Regions from separate parts of the Sus scrofa genome. Here region 2 is linked to region 1. A link is a contact called in public HiChIP or PLAC-seq data. All regions are on one chromosome and are shown on one strand. Each heading gives the region's core, a stretch centred on a gene start, on an enhancer-like site or on the middle of the called end of the contact. The rest is flanking DNA. Distances are from core to core; before and after follow the strand shown. Region 1 holds the start of SH3GLB1 (SH3 domain containing GRB2 like, endophilin B1). Region 2 holds the start of BCL10 (B-cell CLL/lymphoma 10).

Region 1 (4,893 bases), core at 904-3,403:
GGGAAAACCAAGACAGGACAAGGCCTTGGAGGGGCGTGTTGTTGGAAAGGGGCTGGAGAGAGTCACTGCGGAAGTTGCCGAAAAGGCTGTTTGATTTACCAGGAAATAACTGGCAACCTCGGGAATGCTGTTTAGGCACAGTTGTAGAAGCGGAAGTCAAGGGCACATTCGGCAGGAAATTCCAAGACGGTAAGAACAGTGAGGAAACAGAGAGGATACACTGGTCTCCGGAACGTGTCAGTGAAACTAGAGAAACTAGGGCTGAACAGGAATAAGTGAAGATATTTCTTCCTCAAGTCAGCAGATCTACAAGTTTGAGGAAGAGGATCCAGAGTTTTTTCCTCTAATGGTGAATGCAGTGTCATGATCTTTTTGCAGAAATGGACATGGATTATGATATACTTGTGAATATACTTATTGTGAAGACAAACATCTGGAAAGAGATAAAGTGTTTTCTACATAAAAATACAAAATGAACAATAAATGAAAGCCAAGAATCCTGATTATATATTTCCTTCTCCATATTTCTGGAAAAATAAGTTAAGATACACATGGAGTAAGATTCATTCTTTTGTAGTTGCCTTGGGGGGAAAAAGGCTGTTTCTGTCACCACCACAAAGAACATAAATATTTGTATGTTATTTGCTATTCCTTATAATATGCTTAGGCTCTAATCTTTGTGCCTTTAACAGCCACCGCTGCTATGGCTGCTGTTTCAGTAAAACTCAGAAGCATGAATGTGAGCTCATGTCACCGCCCACCGGGCCTGCTGTCACTTTCCCAGCCCTAAAGTAATAAAAGGGCAACACAACAAATGCATGGAGCCTTTTCTTATACTTGAAATTCTAGTCTCCCCTCCCTCCGTGCTTGTACCCATGTGAACTTCAATCAAGCATAAGCTGTGTCCTGAGGCTGCTTAACAAGATACTTGGAATTACGGGCTTTTGCGCAAATTCCACGTCACGGGCTCCTTAGTTATGAAAATTCACATGTATTCCCATTCGTTATTAACGTTGACATCGTACCCCATTAGTTATCAAGCCCGCCTCGCCCAGCGGCTAAGGGTCCCTCGGTGTCGCTCACCACCGTGCACGGCCACGTCCAGCCTGGCTCTCCGGGTCCCGGGCGCCGCGTTCTGCACCAGCAGGCGCCCAGGGTCGGACCTGCAGCCCAGCAGGTGAGCGCTGCCGCGGGCGGGGCTGGGGTCCCTGGAGGTCAAGAGCCGCCCCGAGAGCGTCCTGAGGCGGGGACAGGCCTGGGCGGTAGGTGTCCCCAGCACGGGTTGCAGTCCTGGTGCCCAGCAGATGCTCAGCAATGCCGAATGAATGAACAGCGGGCGCCGCGGGGACTTGACTTCAAGTCTGTTCTGCAAACGTCCACGAGCGCCATCCGGGCGTCAGGCACCAGCGGGGCGCGGGACCTACAAGACTCATTTCACAGGTGCTGTAATTCTACGCTACAACGTCCCCATTTTCTCCTAAAACAAAACGGGGGGTTGGGGTTCTCTCTGTTCTGGAGGCTCAGACCAAACTGCAAACGTGCAGCGGCGCAGCGGCCCCGCGGCGCGCTTCTCGCCGCGAACGCCACCCTCCCTGAGGGGAACGCGCCCAGCTCCCGGCGCGCCCCGCGGCTCGGCGGCCGCGGTCCTGAAGGGGACGCTGTTCCCGCGATAACCTCGGCGGCCGCAGACCTGAAGGGGTCGCTGTTCCCGCGATAACCCCTGTAAAGGCCCCGCCCCGCGGCCCCGCGACCGCGGCCCTGAAGGGGTCGCTGTTCCCGCGATAACCCCCGTAAAGGCCCCGCCCCGCGGCCCGCGCTCGCTTCCTCCGTTGGGGACCCGGCCCCTCGCGGCGCGGACGCCGGCCGCTCTCCTGGAAGCCCACCGCGGCCCCGCCGGCGTTCGCGGCAGCTCCCCCTGAAGGGACAGGCCCTGCGTCCCGGCCGCCGCCGCTCGGGCGCGCGGCCGGCTCCGAGGCGCCGGTTCTCGCCGCCGCCCCGCCCTCCCCCCACGGAAACGACAGCTGCGGCGGGGCCGGCGCCGCCTCCCTCCGACCACGTCCGCCCCCGCCGCGCGCACCCCGCGCCCCAGCCCGGCCGCCGCGCCGCCGCCTCCCGGTAGGTCCGCCGGCCGCCGCGCCCGGCTGCCCCCAGGATGAACATCATGGACTTCAACGTGAAGAAGCTGGCGGCCGACGCGGGCACCTTCCTCAGCCGCGCAGTGCAGGTACCGCGCGGGGGGGAGGGCGGCGGCGCCCGGGGGGCGGGGAGGGGTCGCCGAGGCGGCCGCGCCCGTGGTGCCGGCTTCCGACCGCCCGCGGGCCTGCTGCGGCCGCGGCCCCTGAGGGCGCGGCCTGGTACCCTCTGCGCCCGGCGGCCGTTTTCCTGCCCTCCTGCCCAACCGCCGCTCGGGCAGGCGCCGCGGAGCGGGGCCGGGCCGGAGCCTCCCTTCCTCGGGAGGAGCGGGGCCGGGCCGGAGCCCCCCTTCCTCGGGAGGAGCGGGGCCGGGCCGGAGCCCCGCTTCCTCGGGAGGAGCGGGGACGGGCCGGAGCCCCCCTTCCTCGGGAGGAGCGGGGCCGGGCCGGAGCCCCCCTTCCTCGGGAGGAGCGGGGACGGGCCGGAGCCCCGCTTCCTCGGGAGGAGCGGGGACGGGCCGGAGCCCCCCTTCCTCGGGAGGAGCGGGGACGGGCCGGAGCCCCCCTTCCTCGGGAGGAGCGGGGCCGGGCCGGAGCCCCCTTCCTCGGGAGGAGCGGGGCCGGGCCGGAGCCCCCCTTCCTCGGGAGGAGCGGGGACGGGCCGGAGCCCCGCTTCCTCGGGAGGAGCGGGGACGGGCCGGAGCCCCCCTTCCTCGGGAGGAGCGGGGACGGGCCGGAGCCCCCCTTCCTCGGGAGGAGCGGGGACGGGCCGGAGCCCCCCTTCCTCGGGAGGAGCGGGGACGGGCCGGAGCCCCCCTTCCTCGGGAGGAGCGGGGACGGGCCGGAGCACACCTCGAGCTCGGCCCCGGGCTGCGGCACCTCTCCTCCTGCCTCTCCGACGCCGAGGCCGGGGCCTGGGTGCGCTCCCTCCCGGGCGGGCGGAGCCCTTGCGCGTCCGCGAGGGGCCGGGAGACGGCCGTCCTTGCAGCACCCCCGCCCTGTCCTCCGGGCTCGCTCCTCGCCGGGTCCGAGAAGGAAGTTTGCTTTCCTAACCCTCTGTCGGGACAGCTGCCAGCACAGCGCCCCGCAGTCCTGCGCCCGGCTGCCCGCGTCCGGACTCAGCCAAGGCCGCGGGCTGGGGTCCCACTGGTTTTCAAAGTGGGGAGCACAGGCAGTGGGGCAGCGAGAGAGGGGGTGGGGTTCTTGTCGCGCCTCCAGTCACAGGGACATTTTTCGAAAACACTTTAGGGGGAAAGTTGAGTACCTCGCGTATTCAGAAATTAAGGAAGTGTCAGTCCTGGGAACTCGGGACAGTTTTCTGCAGGCGCCACCCACACTGTGCCACCGCGGGGAAATCTGTGAGCAGGTGTGAATTTCACAGTACGGGGTGTAAACAATCTGGCGTTTTAAGTTAATGGCACAGTCACAGTAGCAACAGCATTCTCTTTTGTAAACAGAAAACAAAAATAGTTTTCTAATGTAACATACCCGGCTGGTACTGAAATGTAAGTCATTGTGAAACTTTACTGCTTTCCTAGTTGCCTTTAGCCCACTTTTTTTGGCATAGTTGACGCTGCACGATGCTTGACTTGTAGAAGAATGGAAGAATTAGAGCAAGACACTAGCTGTTTATTTTAGTGCAAATTCTCAGTGATTCTGGTGCTGAATGCAGATTTGACACTAGGTAATGCCACTTTGAAATAAAGCTGGATGTTTTCGGGTACATAATCCCCACTGCTTAAGTAGGACATACGTATTATGGTTTGATTGAAGTGGTTGATCAACTTCATGTAAAAAATCTGGCACAGCTCTCAAGATGTGCTTCCCACGTTAATTTCAGTTATTCACTGTTTCAAATTCTCTAGGAAAAAGTTTGAAAATTCTATCTTCTGTTAGTTATCAAATAATTTTCAGTCTTAAATACTTCACTGTCTGCTCCACATCCGCATGTTACTGCTGTTTTGGCCAGTAGTGATACAGCAATAAATAAAATCGCCAAAATTTCTGCCCTCCTGGAGTTTACAGTCGAGCGGGAAAAGACAAACTAAGTACATTAGAGAAAAAAGCCAAAAAAGATTAGTTTAGGACAGGGGTGGTGGTTGCTGCTGTTACATGAACATATTGGAAAGGGCAGTTTTTTCTGTTAGGATCAAATTCAGAAAGACCTCAACGAAGTGACACTTCTCCCCTTTTTTTGTTTTTTTGTTTGTTTGTTTGTTTCCTTTGAGGAAAAGCATTTCAGGCAGAGGTAACAAATGCAGGATCTGAGGTTGCAGGGGTGCTAGAGAGACCAGTTAGGGAGTTGTGGCCCTAGGTCAGGCAAAAGGTGATGTGACTTAAATAAGAGGAGGTTCAGAATCTGTCCAGTGTTGAGTGTCATATTGGCTCTGGGTTATGAGAGAAAGATGAGTCAAGGATGACTCTGAGGTTGTGGCTTGAGCCATTTACTAAGAAGGGAAAAATTTCAGGAGGATCAGGCTCCTTTAATGTGTCTTTTTGTATTAAGTCTGTAATATATATTGCGAAATATTTATGTACAAACTATGTCATGTCTGAGAATTGCTTTAAAATATTTCAGAAGAAAAAATGTGGATAATTGAAACAGTATTGGCAAAAGGTTGATACTTGCTGACGCTTGGTTATGGGTTCATGAGGTTTTATTATACTACTATACATTATGTGTGACATTTTCCATGGTTTTTTAAATAAAATATGTAAGGAAAAAGAGGTGGTTGCAAAATGGAACGTGAAATCTGGAATG
Region 2 (4,893 bases), core at 638-3,137, 1.2 Mb before region 1:
CAGGTGTGTTACCGCTGAGCCATGACGGGAACTCCATCCATGGATTTTAGTATCAGCGGCCAGTCCTCCATAGTTACAGAGGGATGATTGTATATTCTTCAAGAGAGAAAACAGCAGAAACAACAAGCAGCTTTGAGGGAGGGATGATAAAATGATCAACCTTAGACAAGGTGAGGAATCTGAAGGATATCAAACTGGATTTCCCGCAACTATTTGGAAATAAGCACTTAGATTTGGGAAAGAAGGCAGGCCAAATATATGTATGATAATTTTAAACCTTCTAAGGTCATAAACCATTTCCATCACGTGAAAAAATGTTCTAAGAAAAAAATGAGCAGCTCTATTTTTTTCACAGCTGTCCTGAAACCGGTGCATGATTCCCCAAGGTTATGAATTTCAGAGCTGGCTGTGCACTGAAATCTTGGAGATGGAGAATGTCAATGAGCTGACGGCAAAAAATACAGGCCTGGCAGTCACCCTTCACATCTGTGTTTGTGTGCGGGTTTTGGAACCTCCCACTTGCAACCTCTCACTACCTGTTTTGTCAACTGTAAAATGGAAAAGACAGCGATCCCCCTCAGAGGCTGGTGTACAGATGACGCTAGAACACTGTAAACCGTGCGATGCAGCACCTGCCTCCTGAAGTTCATGCTTTTACTGGCACAAATCCTGAACAGCACAACACTCATTCTTTAGTAGTTACCAACATCCGAGTTCTGACGGGAATGGGAAGCAGGGACCTGTCATTTTTGGGTATCTTTCCAGGCCGAGGAACAGTGCTTTCCATCTAGTGAGCGCCCCAGAATTATCTGCTGAAGGAGGAAATTAAGGCACAAGCCCTACTCTTAACCAGAGTCCTTCTGCTAATGAGTCACACCGACTCTGCATTATGGGTACAGTGTGATAAACCTCACAGGTGAGGGAAAAGGAAGCACAGGAACATTTAAAAAGCTGCTTCCTGTCCACTTCACAAAGGTGGTTTTGTACAGCACTGCGGCGCTAAGCGAGAACACAGTTCATGTTGATTTTTAAAATGTGAATTAATACAAAGTATTTTAATGGTACTCATACAAGTCTCACAAAGCAAAACAAACAACTAAGAGCAAAGGGTAAGAGAAACAAGTCACTCTTGGTGAATAAATATTAAGATTTGTACATTTCTGCAGCATCCAAGCAGCGGAGCATAACGCAGCTACCGAATGTTTCCAGCGTTCACCTGTAAATAAATTCTCGGCCTTCGGGCCCCGGCCCCCGTCCCCTCCCCCTCGCCCCTCCGATTTAAATACGTGGGCGTTTGCTTTCTAGGGGAATTCCGACTCGTGCTTTCAGCTGCTGAGCTTCCCTCAACCCCCGCTGCCAAAGTTTCACATATTTGCTCCACTGCTTGGGATGCTTTACCTGGTCCAGCTTTTGCTCCAGGCTGAGAGAGCCAGCAGCCAAGGCTCAGACTCAAGGACGAGCTTGAGTCGCCGACTTCCGACAACGTAGCTCCACCCCTGGAAGCGCCAGAGGATGGGTGGGGAGTGGGCCGGAGGCTGTGAAGGAGCGCTCCACCCAACAAGGTTCCAGAAACCCAAGCCCCGCTTTGATTGATTTAACACGCGAGTTCACAGGTCACCAGGGGTCGGACCGCTTCCACCAGGTCCCCGCGATGCCGGCTCGGCTCCCGCGGCGCCCGGACCTGCCGCTTCTCCCACCGCGCGCTGCTCCCCAGCTGCGGGCCGGGCCGGGCCGGGCCGCCGGGTTTCCGCTCCCGTCGCCCGCAGGCACGCAGCCCGCCCCGCCCGCCCGCCCGGGCCCGGCCGTGCTACTCACGTCCTTCTTCACTTCGGTCAGGTCCTCCTCGGTCAGGGACGGCGCGGCGGGCTCCATGGCGGAGGCGGGGGACGGCGCTCCTTCCGGGTCCGCGCTCGGGCTGCGCCGCCCCGCCCAGGCTGGGGGCTTCGGCCTCCCGAGGAGGGGTGGGGAGGGGAGGCGGAGAGGGTGGGGGGACGGCTACCTCCTCGAAAACAGGGGGACCGAGGGTCAAACAAGCGCTTCCGGCTCTGCCTCCGGGCCGACGGCGGCGCAGACCTACGCGTCTAGACGCCGAGCTCCGGGCTCGGCTCCTGCGCGCTCGCGGAGGCCGGGGCGCAGGACCGCCCCTCTGGGAGGCCGGCCCTCGGAGAGCCCGTCCCGTCTCTCCGAGAGCCAATCGGAGCCAGCCCGCGGCCGGCCTGGTCCCGCCCCCGGCCGGAGCCCTTCCAGGGTGGCCCCGCCCACGGCCTCCAGGTCGTTTGCATGGGGCGGGGGGAGGCCTCCCGAGAGGATCGTTTCCGTGGGCGGGGCCGGCGCGGCTCGGTCTGTGGGCGGTCGCCGCCCGCGCGGGCGGCTCTGATGCAGCTGGAGCTCTGCTGGTCGGTGCTGCTGTGTTCCTCCCCTTCTCCCAGCCCCTGCCCACCGATTTCCTGTTGCTGTTTGCCCACGCAAGTTTTACAATGGTTTGGTCACACACAGACGCTCGCGCGCGCGCACACGAGACTCATATACAGCCTAACTGCAGTTCATATTGAAGGAATTTCTGAAAGAGAAAAACCGCCTACAATGCCATCACTTTAACACCTCATTTAACCTCTGCATACTTTCTGGTCACTGTTTATGATAAACGTATTTCCTTATTTCTTCATCTGAGGGATGAAGATGTGTCTCTTCTACCTCTCACAGGTGACAATTCAATGACGTGACAGATGTGAGGTTCTTAGAGGTCTGGGCCCACAGTCCGTGCTCAGCTCTTGCTCAAACATTTATTGAGTCCTTCCTACTATATTCTAGACACCCAGTCCCGTAAGAGTTCTCCCATCTTTCTGGGGGAGACTGATGAACAGATACGATTCTCAGAACGGTGCATCCAAAGTAACGAGGGTGATAAGTCCGGAAAGGGCTCAGGGCCCAAGACGATTGTTTGGACAACATGGTAAATAAACTAGAAAGAAAGTATATGGTATTTGGAAGCTAGAGGGTAGATAAAAATGCGGACCAGGGGGCGGAAGACAAATTTGAGGATCCAGAATCCTTTAAAGGAAGGGAAAACAAGAACCAGAAAACAACAATGTTGTCAAGGCCGCATCAATGTATTTTTCCATCACAGGGCAGGGATCTTACTTTTAACATTACATCATGTGTGTTTGTCCATATTCATACACAGTATTTTTTCTGATTGCTTAATCTTCCGTCATCTTTTTCTAACCCAATTCACTTAACTAGTTGTTCTTTCATTCACAAATATTTGTTGAATGTCAACTATGGGCCAGACACTGTTCTAGGTGCTGGGGAAATAGCTATGAACGAAATAGTTAAAAATTCCTTTCCTCCTGGAGTTTAAATTCGTGTGTGTGTGTGTGTGTGTGTGTGTGTGTGTGTGTGTGTTTGGGGCAGGGCAGACAGACATTTGAAAAATGTTATGTAAATTATTTATTACGTTAGAAGATGATAAATACGCAGAAAATATAAAACGGGGCAGCAGGTTGAGGGGGTATGGCATGGTGAGTGAAGACCTGTTGAGAAGGGGATTTGGGTCGCACTTGAAGGGGCTGAAGGAAAGAGCCATGTGGACAAGCAGAGGGAGCAGCCAGGGGAAAAAAGCAGGGGGACGGGAGGCCAAGTCCAGGGCAGCTGTGCTTCATCTCTGCTCTGAGTCACAGGACAGCCTCTGAGTCAGACAAGAAGCCACTGGAGGACGCCGAGCAGAGGAGTGGCGCGATCCGATTTATGATTGGAAAAAGGCGCGCTTTCACTGTTGCCTTGAGGGAAAGGAAGAGGGGAACGGGGGACCCTCAAGGAGCTACTGCCTTTGTCCCCAGGAGGTGGTGGCTCAGAACAGGGTTGCTGGCAGTGAGGGTGGGGAGACCATTTTGAAGAGACGGGAGGTGGGGGGGGGAAGAGGGAGTGATTTCATTTCCTTTTCAAAGAATCACGCTGGCTGCTGGGCAGAGAGCAGACTGCAGGTGTAAGTGTGGAAGCAGAGACCAGCCGGGAGCTCCCACGGCGGCTCCGGCCAAGCGGGCGGCGCTGGGACCAGGCTGGGCGCCCTGAGCGCTTCCCCAAGGAGACGTCAAGTTAGCCCCAGTTTTGCATTATGATTAACAAGCTTTCCCCTCGAGTATTCCTCTGTGTTTTCCATGGCCATTTCTCTTTTAATTTATCATTTCCTTTGCACGAGTTCTCAGCAGCAAATGAGGATCTTGGCATCTGACCAGCCCAGCCTAGTGTGGTGGTTTCCTAGGGCCGCTGTGATGAGGTGCTGCGAACAGGGTGTGTAAGCCGCAGAAACGTCTTCGCTCGCGGCTCTAGAGGCTCGAAGTCCAAACGGGCAGAGCCCTGCTCCCTCCGAAGGCCTCAGGGAGGCCTGCTCCTTCTCTTCCTCGAGCCTCGTGGTCGCTGGCGATCCTTGGCGCCCCGTGGCTGTGGCCACATAACTCCAGTCTGCCTGTTTTCTTCCTCTGCCTCAAGCTCCAAATGTCCTTCCTCTAATAAGGACGCGAATCATTGGATTTAGGGCCCCCTCAAATCCAGTAGGATGTTGGTTACATCTGCAAAGACAATATTTTCAAATAAGCTCCCATTCTGAGGTTCCAGCAGACATTTGAAGAGACGCTGTTCAACTCAATACTTGAATTCAAGATTTGCCGATGATTCGCTGCACGACCTGGGGACAACTGATACGCCTGCGGTAAAGACAGCTGTTACAGGGATGCAGAGGTGGGAGGAGGAAACCATTTCTGATGGATAAGACAACGTGAGAGGGTGTATTCAAACTGGGCCGAGGGCTTCAGTAGGCGGAGCTTCAACTGCTGCTGAATGATTTATTCTAACACTTCCTGCCAGATACCAGGTGCTGTGGTGAGCAATGCATGC

What was found. HiChIP or PLAC-seq counts read pairs in DNA pulled down with a chosen protein or histone mark.
Region 2: a contact with region 1 is called in an H3K27ac HiChIP or PLAC-seq map of alveolar macrophages. The contact joins the promoter of BCL10 here to the promoter of SH3GLB1 in region 1. A contact is called at or near these places in 1 of 47 Hi-C or Micro-C datasets (embryonic fibroblasts) and 1 of 2 datasets of contacts at active chromatin or transcription factors (alveolar macrophages).

What each region holds. Positions count from the first base shown.
Region 1 is chr4:129,392,731-129,397,623 of Sscrofa11.1, reverse strand. It overlaps SH3GLB1 (SH3 domain containing GRB2 like, endophilin B1), which reads left to right and starts at 2,153. Exons shown (of 9, transcript NM_001168421.1): 1 at 2,153-2,224. The coding sequence starts at 2,153. It overlaps ODF2L (outer dense fiber protein 2-like), which reads right to left and starts at 1,573. Exons shown (of 14, transcript XR_002343752.1): 1 at 1,084-1,573.
Region 2 is chr4:130,642,421-130,647,313 of Sscrofa11.1, reverse strand. BCL10 (B-cell CLL/lymphoma 10) reads right to left here and starts at 1,887. Exons shown (of 3, transcript NM_001103213.2): 1 at 1,816-1,887. The coding sequence starts at 1,872.